2 separate regions of the Oryza sativa genome follow, and region 1 is linked to region 2. A link is a contact called in public HiCAR-type data. All regions are on one chromosome and are shown on one strand. The core of a region is the stretch at or near the end of the contact, and the rest is flanking DNA. Distances in the headings are between cores, read along the strand shown. Region 1 holds the start of LOC4343386 (18.8 kDa class V heat shock protein-like). Region 2 holds the start of CPK19 (calcium-dependent protein kinase 19-like).

What was found. HiCAR-type assays count read pairs that join an accessible place to other places.
Region 1: a HiCAR-type map of leaf shows a contact between it and region 2, with 2.0 times the contacts expected there. The contact joins the promoter of LOC4343386 here to the promoter of CPK19 in region 2. A contact is called at or near these places in 1 of 15 Hi-C or Micro-C datasets (seedling) and 1 of 4 datasets of contacts at active chromatin or transcription factors (leaf).

What each region holds. Positions count from the first base shown.
Region 1 is chr7:20,159,226-20,164,425 of ASM3414082v1, forward strand. It overlaps LOC4343386 (18.8 kDa class V heat shock protein-like), which reads left to right and starts at 3,428. Exons shown (of 2, transcript NM_001403103.1): 1 at 3,428-3,721; 2 at 3,807-4,347. The coding sequence starts at 3,502. The coding sequence ends at 4,108.
Region 2 is chr7:19,998,557-20,003,735 of ASM3414082v1, forward strand. CPK19 (calcium-dependent protein kinase 19-like) reads right to left here and starts at 3,100. Exons shown (of 9, transcript NM_001403101.1): 1 at 2,638-3,100; 2 at 885-1,668. The coding sequence starts at 1,602.

The sequences.
Region 1 (5,200 bases), core at 2,178-4,677, 160 kb after region 2:
TGATAATTCTGAAGTATAGAAAAAATGCAAAACATCAAAACTAGGTAGCTCATCAACCATAATTAATTGAGTATTATATTAAAAAACTTGAAAATAGATCAATATAATTTTTTAAAAACAACTTTCTTATAAAAAAATATTAGCTAAAATATACCGTTTAACAGTTCAAGAGGGATGTGCACAAGAAACGAAGCATGGAAGATGGAAATTTGTAGGCTCCGATAATATTTTCAATCTGATACAACAAATACAACTTTTGAGCTATTTTATATTACAACTTCGAGTTATATTTTGTTATAATTTTCAAGCTATAAAGTCGGTCCAACCACTTTAAAATTTATAATTTTCAAGTTAATCCAATTATTCAGAAAATTATAGCAATAATAATATTTAAAGAAAAAACTACGAATTTTGAAAATAACTGCATATTTAGTGCAACAATTTACTACAGTTATTGCAACGATCAGAAAACATGCTATAGCATACAGGTAAAACATTAACTAAAATAGTATGAGGTTGCTTTTGTTTCATTAAATGTTCTAACTAGTAAGGTGCGAAACATCACACAAAAGGAGCATTTGTAAAAAGAAAAGTTGTGCATGATCCATAAAATTAGTGAAACATCAAAAAATATTTGATGCAATATCTAAACAAGCAAAGTGAAACATTAAAATACAAGTGATGAAAAAAAGTCTACAACTGGATAATCATCGTTCAATAGAACTTAACATGTCATAATTTAGACCTTGTGCTAGGTTAGATTAGGCATTGAATATGTAATAATTGGACTTAAAGTTGGATTAGTGATGGAGGGTTGAGTTAGTTCAAACCCTTTAACCTTTTGTAGAGAAGACATGAGTGAAGGGAGGATGTAGAGAATTAGGGCTGGTAACCTAGGCTTAGCCCTTCAAGATTTCATAAAAAAAAGCATGAAATTTTTTTAAAGATATAAATAACCTGGATGTGATATATCCCTTGCTCCATCTATAGAGGAACACCACAATTTAACCATGGGTTGGGTGAAGTGTCCAAAATTTTGGCTCAACGCCTTTAACAACTATCATGTGCTTATATATTGTTATCTAGCTTTTCTAAGTTGATCAATGGTAAATTTGGGTCGGATAGTTGTCAGTATTTCATATTTTAACTAACTTTTATAACATACTCTACGAACATATGATCGGGTAGATTGTGTAGGAGGCATGAAAAGAAGCACTATTGCAAATTTTTAGGAGTGCATGTCAATTACCTTGTGAATACATATATTTAACACATGAACTCACTCGTTATTGTATCAACAAAGGCAAAAATTGCTATGGGATACCCAAAATACATGGTCTTTGTAGGAGTCATGAGGACATTGCAATAACATGGCTTTGCCCGTGGACACCCTAAAAATATTCACTTTTAGAGAGAGAAATTTCACAAAATGACTGTTTTGCCCATAGAATCAAACTTCTTTGCCACTAGATGTGCTTACTCCCTCTGAAGAGATGTGACCAACTATAACCCGGCGGCCACATCAGGCAGAGTCTTGCCACTTGCCTCTTGGGTTCAAGAAAGTGTGCAATGTGCAACATATCTAGGGGTGAAAATGGTCATTTCGTAAAAATCCTCTCTCTAGAACAAACAAAAATCATAAAATATTGCATGTGGTATCCTTCAATAAAAAACTAAAATTTTAGGGCGTTCATGGGCAAAGCCACATTCTTGCGATGTCCTCTAGCAAAGATCAAGTTATTTAGTGTCTTGTAGAAATTTTTGCCAAATTGGAGAAAAATTAGTTGACCAAGCTTTCACAAAGGAGTTAATGTGATTTTTTTGGAGACGATTAGGAATTGGATGTGTTCGGAGGTTTGCAAATCTTTGAATAGTGTTTCACCTTGTGCTAAAGAAATGTTGCAATGTATCATCACCAAAAAAAATGTTTCAAAATGAATTGTTTCCTAATATTTCATCATCCGTTGAAAAATGTTTCATCGCTTTTATCGAAGATGTTGCAATAAGATGCAACACTCAAGAACATTGACTACAACACCCAAAAACCGATATGTGCAACATTCAAAGATACCATCTGCAACATCAATTACCAGTGTAAGCAAGTACCAAAAAGACGGATTTGAAACGTCAACAAACATTGTGTGCAACATAAAAATAATCTACAACAATCCTCGCTAGCTTGACATTCCCACCAGCCTCACCTTCACTGACGATGGTGCCTCAAGTTCCACCCCGTGCACCGCCTTCTTGTGCCGCCACCACTGAGCTCGGGTCCACAACCAGCGATGGTTGCAGCTCCTCATGACACTGTTGCCGCATCGGCAAGCTCAGGGTACTCTCCGATGACTGTTGTACCTCCTCCTTGTGGCGCCGCGTCTGGTGAGCTTGAGATCATCTCTGAGAATAACACCTTCTGCTCTGCTCAGTGCACCTCCTCCTCTCAGTGCCGCCACCGCCACCACTGGTGAGTTAGGGTACTTATGTGCTCAGGGCCTTCTTCAGCGACATCGTCTTCCTCTGCTCCGAGGGCTTGGCTCACTTTTCTAGATTGCTATTTGTTGGAATATGATAGAGGTGGGGAAGGGAGAAGAGGGAGAGAAGAAGACAGGGAAGGAGGGCGTCCGATGCCTCCGTTAGCGTTGGATGCTTGACCTAAAAAGTTTATGTGATTTTTCTGTTTCTGCTACATTATATTATAACCATTAATATATATGGACATCTTACCAACTTCTAGCTCTAGGTCTCCTGTTTATTCAATCGGTTCAAGTTGGATCATAATGTACGGCCGACAATGACCCATGAATCTACAAAAAGAAAAAAAACTTTTTTCCAACAAAAAATGACTTCACAATTTAATTCTTAGGTAAAATTCCAGTACACTCATTTTTCAGAAGATATAAATTCAGGTACTCTGCCCACACTCACACTCACACTCAGTTTGAGCCGTTCACCGTGGTAAGCTTAGATTAACAGTATATTGTTAGCCCTAAAAAAATTACCCTCCTTTTTAAAAAAGATACGTAGTAGTAATAGAATTTTTACTGGCTGGAGCCATGGACAGAGGTGAAACCAAGATATTTGCAGACAAAGCCGTCTTTTTTATTCAACAGCTCTATCTTTAGATTTATTCGTGAAATAAACCAAACAACATATTTGTAAGCGAAAATAATATATAAATAAAACTTTTCTATACGTGTTCTTAGCGATAAAAACAAAGATTAAAAATAAATTTCGATGAAAAAAGTCTTAAAATCAATTTTAAGTATAAAATAAAAAATTTTAAATTTTAGCTGATAAGTATAGCGAAAAGATGAGTCTGCAGTACGCCGTCCCTTTCCGCACATGGGGACCTCACATGCAAGTTGGGAGGAGGAAATCGAGCCGAGCTAACCACAACTTGTTGGTTGCTGCAACAAGTTGCAATCTTGCACCCTTTCTCCGGCTATTTATGCAGCCGGAGAGTGACCGGGATGCGGACGCCGGCCGGAGAATCCGCCTGCCATGGATTATTACTACCCCATGGAGGAGGAGGAGGAGGTGCACGAGCGCCCAAGATTCCGGCGCCCGGTCCACCCGTGGCAGTGGCACCATTGGCAGAATCTCCTCGGCCTCCTCTCGTCGTCGTCTCCGTCTCCGGCGACGGCGGCGGCGGCGCAGAGGTGCAGCCATGTCAGCTGGGAGGAGACCGCCGCCGCGCACCTCTACTCCGCCAGCCTCCCCGGTAATCAATCAAAAACATCATCTCATCGAATCTTTTGGTGCTTTGATTTCCTTGATTGATACGAAGAGAGGAATGGTGGGGTTAGGTGTGAGGAAGGAGGAGATCAGGGTGGAGGTGGAGGACGCGATGTACCTCGTCATCCGCACCGAGCTTGATGACGGTGGCGATGGCGACGGCGGAGGCGGCGGTGGCCGGAGGAGCTTCGCGAGGAAGTTCCGGCTGCCGGCGATGGTGGACGCCGACGGCATCTCGGCGGAGTACACCCACGGCGTGCTCAGGGTAACCGTCCCGAGGCTGCATACGCGGGCTCGCCCCGTCGTCAACCTCGCCGGCGGCGGCGGCGGTGGCGGTGGCCCGGCCTGCGACCCCGTCGCCCGAGCAGCCTGATTAGTGATTCGATATCAATCAAGAAAATTACTTAATTACTTATTTAAGTTGCACTGTGAGCTTAGGATTGGGGAAGTAATAGCAGTATAGTGAACTGTACAATTCTCAGGCATTTCAGAATTTCAGAAAATTGCCAAATTGGCAGTGCCTGTTCGTTATCTTGTAGTATCAGTTGTTTTTTGTGCTATAGTACTCTATTTCTGTTCTGTCGCAGTAAAACGTGAAGGATTTAGTTTTGACTGTGCTGTTGTCAAGGAGATGATTTGTGCCTTTTGTGGTTGAGAATTGGAGATGGTTGGGTGTGGATATTGCCAAATCTTCTTATTTTGGTTACTGTTGGTGTGAGAAAGCTGATGGGCGATGACGGCGACGCTTATGGAAGGTGACGCGCACCTTTCCTCCTCCGACGACGTGATATACGGCGCCGCCGCATACTGGATACCGGGATTGGCCCAGCGGTGGCCTTGTCGGCGGCGCGTCGCCATTGCGGCCTAGCGTTAATGGGCCACAGGGTTGTGGTGATCCGATTCCGGGCCAACTACAATGGGCCTAATCGTTTCGGCCCAACTAGTATGGCCTGGCCAGCACGTTCGGCCATAATCACATGGAAAAAGTACATATGAGGTCCCTCGTATTGTTATTGGATTATAAAATCGTCCCCAACTGCAAAACCAGATATATATCATCTCTCAACTTACAACACGGGATCACTCTGGATCCTTAGGCAGTTTTGACCCTGATTTTATCCGACGTAGCAGCCGAGTCAGCGTGGGACCCACGTGTCAGGGTGTCCACGTCATCACCTTTCTCTTTCCCCTCTTCTCTCACTTCCTCCTCTCTCTTTCACTCTTCTCGTCTGGGTGGGCCGCTCGGCACGTGAGGAGGAGGCTGGTGGGCCGGAGCGAGATGCGGCGACCGGCACCGGACGACGCGACGGCGGCGGCAACAATGCGGGATAAGGGAAGGGCGGCGGCGGCGGCGGGAGCATGGGGGAGGCGAAGGGGGAGCATTGGGACAGCTATATACTCGTCTACCCCGACGCCGTTGCGGCGCGCCTGTCCCGGACGAACTCGTCCATCTCTGGGAAGTAGC
Region 2 (5,179 bases), core at 1,850-4,349:
ACCATACCATGCCATACCACTACCAAAAGAACATCATTATTTGGTAACTAGTCATGTGGAAAAGTTTCCATGCTTTCCCCACATTTGAAAAGCAGGAAGCTTAAAGCACATTTAGGTGTTATTTGCAACTACCCAGCACCAGCTACCAGCATCTGCAACCCCACCACCAAAATATAATACTTTAAATTTGTTCAACTTAGTTTTCAGGTAGCATAAAAGCTCTAATATATTTGTCAATGTGTACAATAGTTATACACCTCCCCAAAAGTAACAGCCAGTGACAACTAGTTTGCTATCATTTACATCCCATTTGCATCTTTCCACTACTTGGAGTCGATAACAATCAATGGTCAAGCAGTCTTAACCTCAGTGGCTAGGGAGGACTTTCTCATATGAGCTAATACAACAGATGGTGCTTGCTACATCATCCTCCATGCCTTTAAAGAATGAATACCTTGGAATGGCACTATGGCAGTAATAATAACATGGTGCTAATAATTTCATTTTACCAATAAATTTTGTGGAACCATGTCATTTATAGAAACAGATGTCTCATATCATACAAAGATGCAGATATTAGGTTGAAGGATACAAGGATAAATATAGATGTTGTAACGACCAACCCAAAAACAGCAACTTTAGCTGTCTCTGTGAATCCTAAGTAGGTTTGTGAGACAACTTAGAATTACGATATGATTCAAGTCACAAAACGGTGGCCCATAACATACCGTGATAGGCAAATTCTCCATAATTCAGAATAAACAAAATGAAAAACTTTTCAAACTAGAAATATGGCCATTTATGAAATTCTAGCCCTAGCAATATAGCCTGTACAGCAGAAGGTGTAATTCTCAAGCATATGCATCTTAAATTATTCAAGTTACCTTCTTCAATGAAAACTGAGAGACCAAAATCAGTGGCTTTGAGCATTGCATTCTCTTCTTTGGTTGCAAGTAAGAAGTTCTCCGGTTTTAAATCACGATGCATCACTCCCATAAAATGGCAAATGTTGACAACATTCACCACTGCCCTGCAGATGGTAGCAGCCGCACGCTCTGAGTAGTGCCCCTTGGCAATGATCCGATCAAACAGCTCCCCACCAGCGCAGAGCTCCATGACAACATGGACATTGCTCTTGTCCTCATATGCTCCCCGGAACTCGACAATGTTTTGTTGTCCAGATAGGTGCTGCATGATCTGAATCTCCCGGCGAATGTCCTCCTTGTCGGCCTTGCTCACAAGCTTGCGCTTAGAGATGGATTTGCAAGCATACTGCTTACCACTAGCGATCTCCGTGCACAGGTATGTCACCCCAAACTGTCCCCTTCCGAGTTCCTTTCCAAGGGAGTAAACCGAGCGCACATCGTCATACGGCTTTCCAAGAATTGTGTCTGGGGTGGGCTTCGGTGGGGCAACCACAGGTGGGACTACCGGAGGGTTCATTGCTGATGGTGTGTACCTCACCTCAGCTGGCGGCGGCGGCTGAGGATGGTTATAGCTAGGAGTTGTCTGAGCAGGTTTTGTCTGGTGAGAATAGCCATAACCGTTTGCTCCTCCTCGACCAGAATCTGGAGACGTAGCTCTGCTGCAACACGACCCCATTTTTAGTCAAATTCTCCCTAGCAGTTGTAGGCTTGCAAATTTGTTACTCCGCAAACGAGATCAACCCTGCAAGCAGAACCCAAGAAGGAACACTTTATGTCAGAATTAAGCGAGCCAATTAACAAAGATTTGCGCTGAATCAAAGGACTAGTGTGAAAACTAAGCGAATCCAACCAACAAAAGATTCATGCACAAACTCATCCCTCCGCAGAAGCAATGAAAGAAAAAAAAAAGGAAAAATGATCCAAATACTGGATCTACCAGCAAACCAAACAATAAACTCAACACACAACATCAGAAGGGGAAAACAAGCAACGAAAAGGAAAAGAAAAGAAATGCCTTTGACAGCATATTGACCTCAATCTACTCCCAGTCACAGCCCAGGACCGCATGAAATTCGCATGAACTGAGGAACAAGGTAGATGGCGAGTCCCCCTTTGGTGACAGTGGAAGCAACCATAGGAGATAAGGGCACAAGGGTACACGCAAATTGGGCAAAAGGAGACAAATAAAGCAGCATCTGAAAGCAACGGGACCAGCAAGGCACCCAGCGGCAAGAGAGAGAGAGGGGGAGCTAAACCACTCACGATCGCTATCGTAAAAATTGATCCTTTACACGAGGAGGAAGCGATAATAAACAAGGTACAGTGAACTAGAGCTTCGTCCTCTCGTAATAAAGAAAGAAAGAAAAAACTGTAAATTCACCGATTACTTGTTCGGTAAAAAATTACTGTCTGCATCAGAAATCTACTGAATCCAAGAACATAACCCATGAAACTGCTAAAATCGAGCACTTGTGGACATGTGAGGCGCTCCAGTAGCTTTGCACCGCTCCCAGATCCAAAAGGGCCAAGATTTTTCTCACAGTTGGATCAAATCCTCAATCACTGAACCTCCTTCCAAGAAGAACAGATTAACTCCTAATAATCTCTGCAACGAAAAACAAATCCGCGAGACTACAAGCCTCTCGAACCAAACAAACCAAGAACCGAAAAACAGAGAGACGCGTACCCAAGCGAAAGGAGGGCGCCTAACCTTTCCCAAACCAACCAATCCAACAATCCAAGGAGCACAGCCACCGCCCCGGTAGTGTCAGCTGGTACAAGAATCCGCGGTGGCGCAAGAACAAGAAGAAGGAAGAATCAAATCTCGGCGTGGGGGAGGACAGCTCGGCGCGGCGACCGCGTGGTGGTGGTGGTGGTGGTGGGGGGGGGGGGGGAGGTGGATTTGGAGCTGGAGAGAGGTGGTGATCCTCGATCGTGACAGCGACTACTAATGGCGATGCACACGGCGCACGAATCGGGAGACCACGCGAGGAAAACAATGAGGAGAAAAAGAAGAGCGCAGCTGCCTGCCAGCTGCAACTGGGTTTGGGTTTGTTGAGAAAGAAGAAAGAAGAGGAAAGCTTGCAGTTTCAAGTTGCTTCCTGCTCTGCTCGTGTGTTTTTTTTTGCAGTTTTGGTCCTCTTGGAGATGGAAAAGGATCAAAGGAAAGGAGTGGTAGTTTTCCATAAGAGTCCCTCTAATTACTACTCCCTCCGCCAAAAAAAACAAATTAGGATTAGATGTGATCTATTCTAATACAATAAATCTAGACATATATACTCCTTCCGTCCCAAAAAAAAAAAAGCCAATCTAAGAGATGTCACAACAACGAATCTAGACAAACAACGAATCTAGACAAAGAGATGTGTAGATTCGTTGTACTAGGAGAAATCATATCCCCTCCTAGGTTGGTTTTTTTGGGACGGAGGGAGTATGTCCAGATTTACTGTATTAGAATGTATTACATCATCAAGTATTATGTTGGTTTTTTATGGGACGGACGAGTAGATTAGTTCTATAGAAATTAGGACTGTGGTTGAGCAGATTTTGAGAAGCACCAGATAGAAAATACCTAACTTCTAGATATCATCATTTTCTACGGGGAAAAGTCCAAATATCCCCTAAAAAATTTTGGGTGGAACTGTAGAAGCCCACGCAAACTGAACTTTGAAATCGAACATTCAACTCAGTAAACTTTACGACACCATTTATATAACTCCATAAGATGTTTTTGCACAGTAGTGTTTATGTTCAATTACATGACATACACATTAAACATGTATATTAAAATCTACACTTAGATCTTTCTTTTTATCCCTTGTTAGCTCTCACAAATACGAACATAATAATAATATTGATATCATTGTATAAGTCTAAATTATACAACTTGTAACTGATAATATGCAAAATGTTATATTAGATATTCAAAGTTGTTCGATTAAGATTTCAATATATGCAAAACCACCTTAGACGGTAATATGAATGGTATTGTAAATTTTAGGGGGTTGGATGTCCAGTTTAAAGTTCAAGGTACTAGATGGACTTTCATCTAAAGTTTAGACGGTAATATGAACGGTATTGCAAATTTTAGGGGGTTGGATGTCTAGTTTAAAGTTCAAGAAGGTGCTAGATGAACTTTCATCCAAAGTTTAGAGGAGTATTTAGATTTTTCTTTTTCCTTTTCTATATTATATAACTACAGTGCCTTATATAATTTAAGACGAGAGATAGTCCCTCGTCATTTGCTCGACGGTAAAGCTCTGGAGAAAATAAACGAAGAATTACAAAAATATGAATAAAAATTTTCTAGATGTTGTTAGTGATTTAAAAGCTAATATAAAAAAATAAACTATGATGACAAGTCTGTCTTTGTTTTATTATTGCTTACGAGACAAGTAAAAAGTTCATATAAATAATTTGTAAATATCAATCTTTAAAATTCGAAATTGCTTGAATAATAATAATAATAATATAAAAGAAACAAATGTGGCCAAACTACAATAAATATATATTGTTGTATCCGACAATGAAGTATAATGAAAAAGAAAGAAATGCAGCCCAACTACAATAAATAATACATTGATGTATCCGACACATACTACATTAAATATGGAGTACTATACATTGTCATATTTGTTGTGTGTGTGTGTATATATATTGTTCTTTTCTACAGGGAGGGGAACTCAACATCACGTATGTCGATGAAGAGAATACAAATTGCAAATGTATATGCTCGTTGGATTGGGCTTGCAGTTTTGAGTCACTCGGCCTGATCCACGCGAGCAGCTCAGCGTATCTGCTCGTGATGGGGCGATACCAAGCACGTGCAGGGTGCAGCGCATCAGTGGCGGCGTGCGTCAGCGCATGGGAAGCACCGCCTCGGTGTCCTATACCAGCAAAGCCTATGCCATCCCCAAATAGCCGCACCTCCATAGCTCTATCCATGGCTTTGTGCTTCAGCAAGAAGAAGAATAAGAGAGGAAGGCAAATGGTGTGCTTGTACTCGCTGTGAGTTTAATGGCGGCAACTACACACTGATGTGAAGACGAAGATAGAGAGTTTCCTTGACATCGGAACATACTGGACAAGCTGCTCACGTCGATTGGGCCAAAGCTAAATAGGTGACTCAAACTATAAACTCAGTCCAACTTGCAATGGGTGGTAAACATAGGTCGTCCAAAGTGAAAATATAGGGTTACCATAGTCCAATGTGCCACTTTGATCATTTTAGGTGGACCAAAGTGAATATTTAC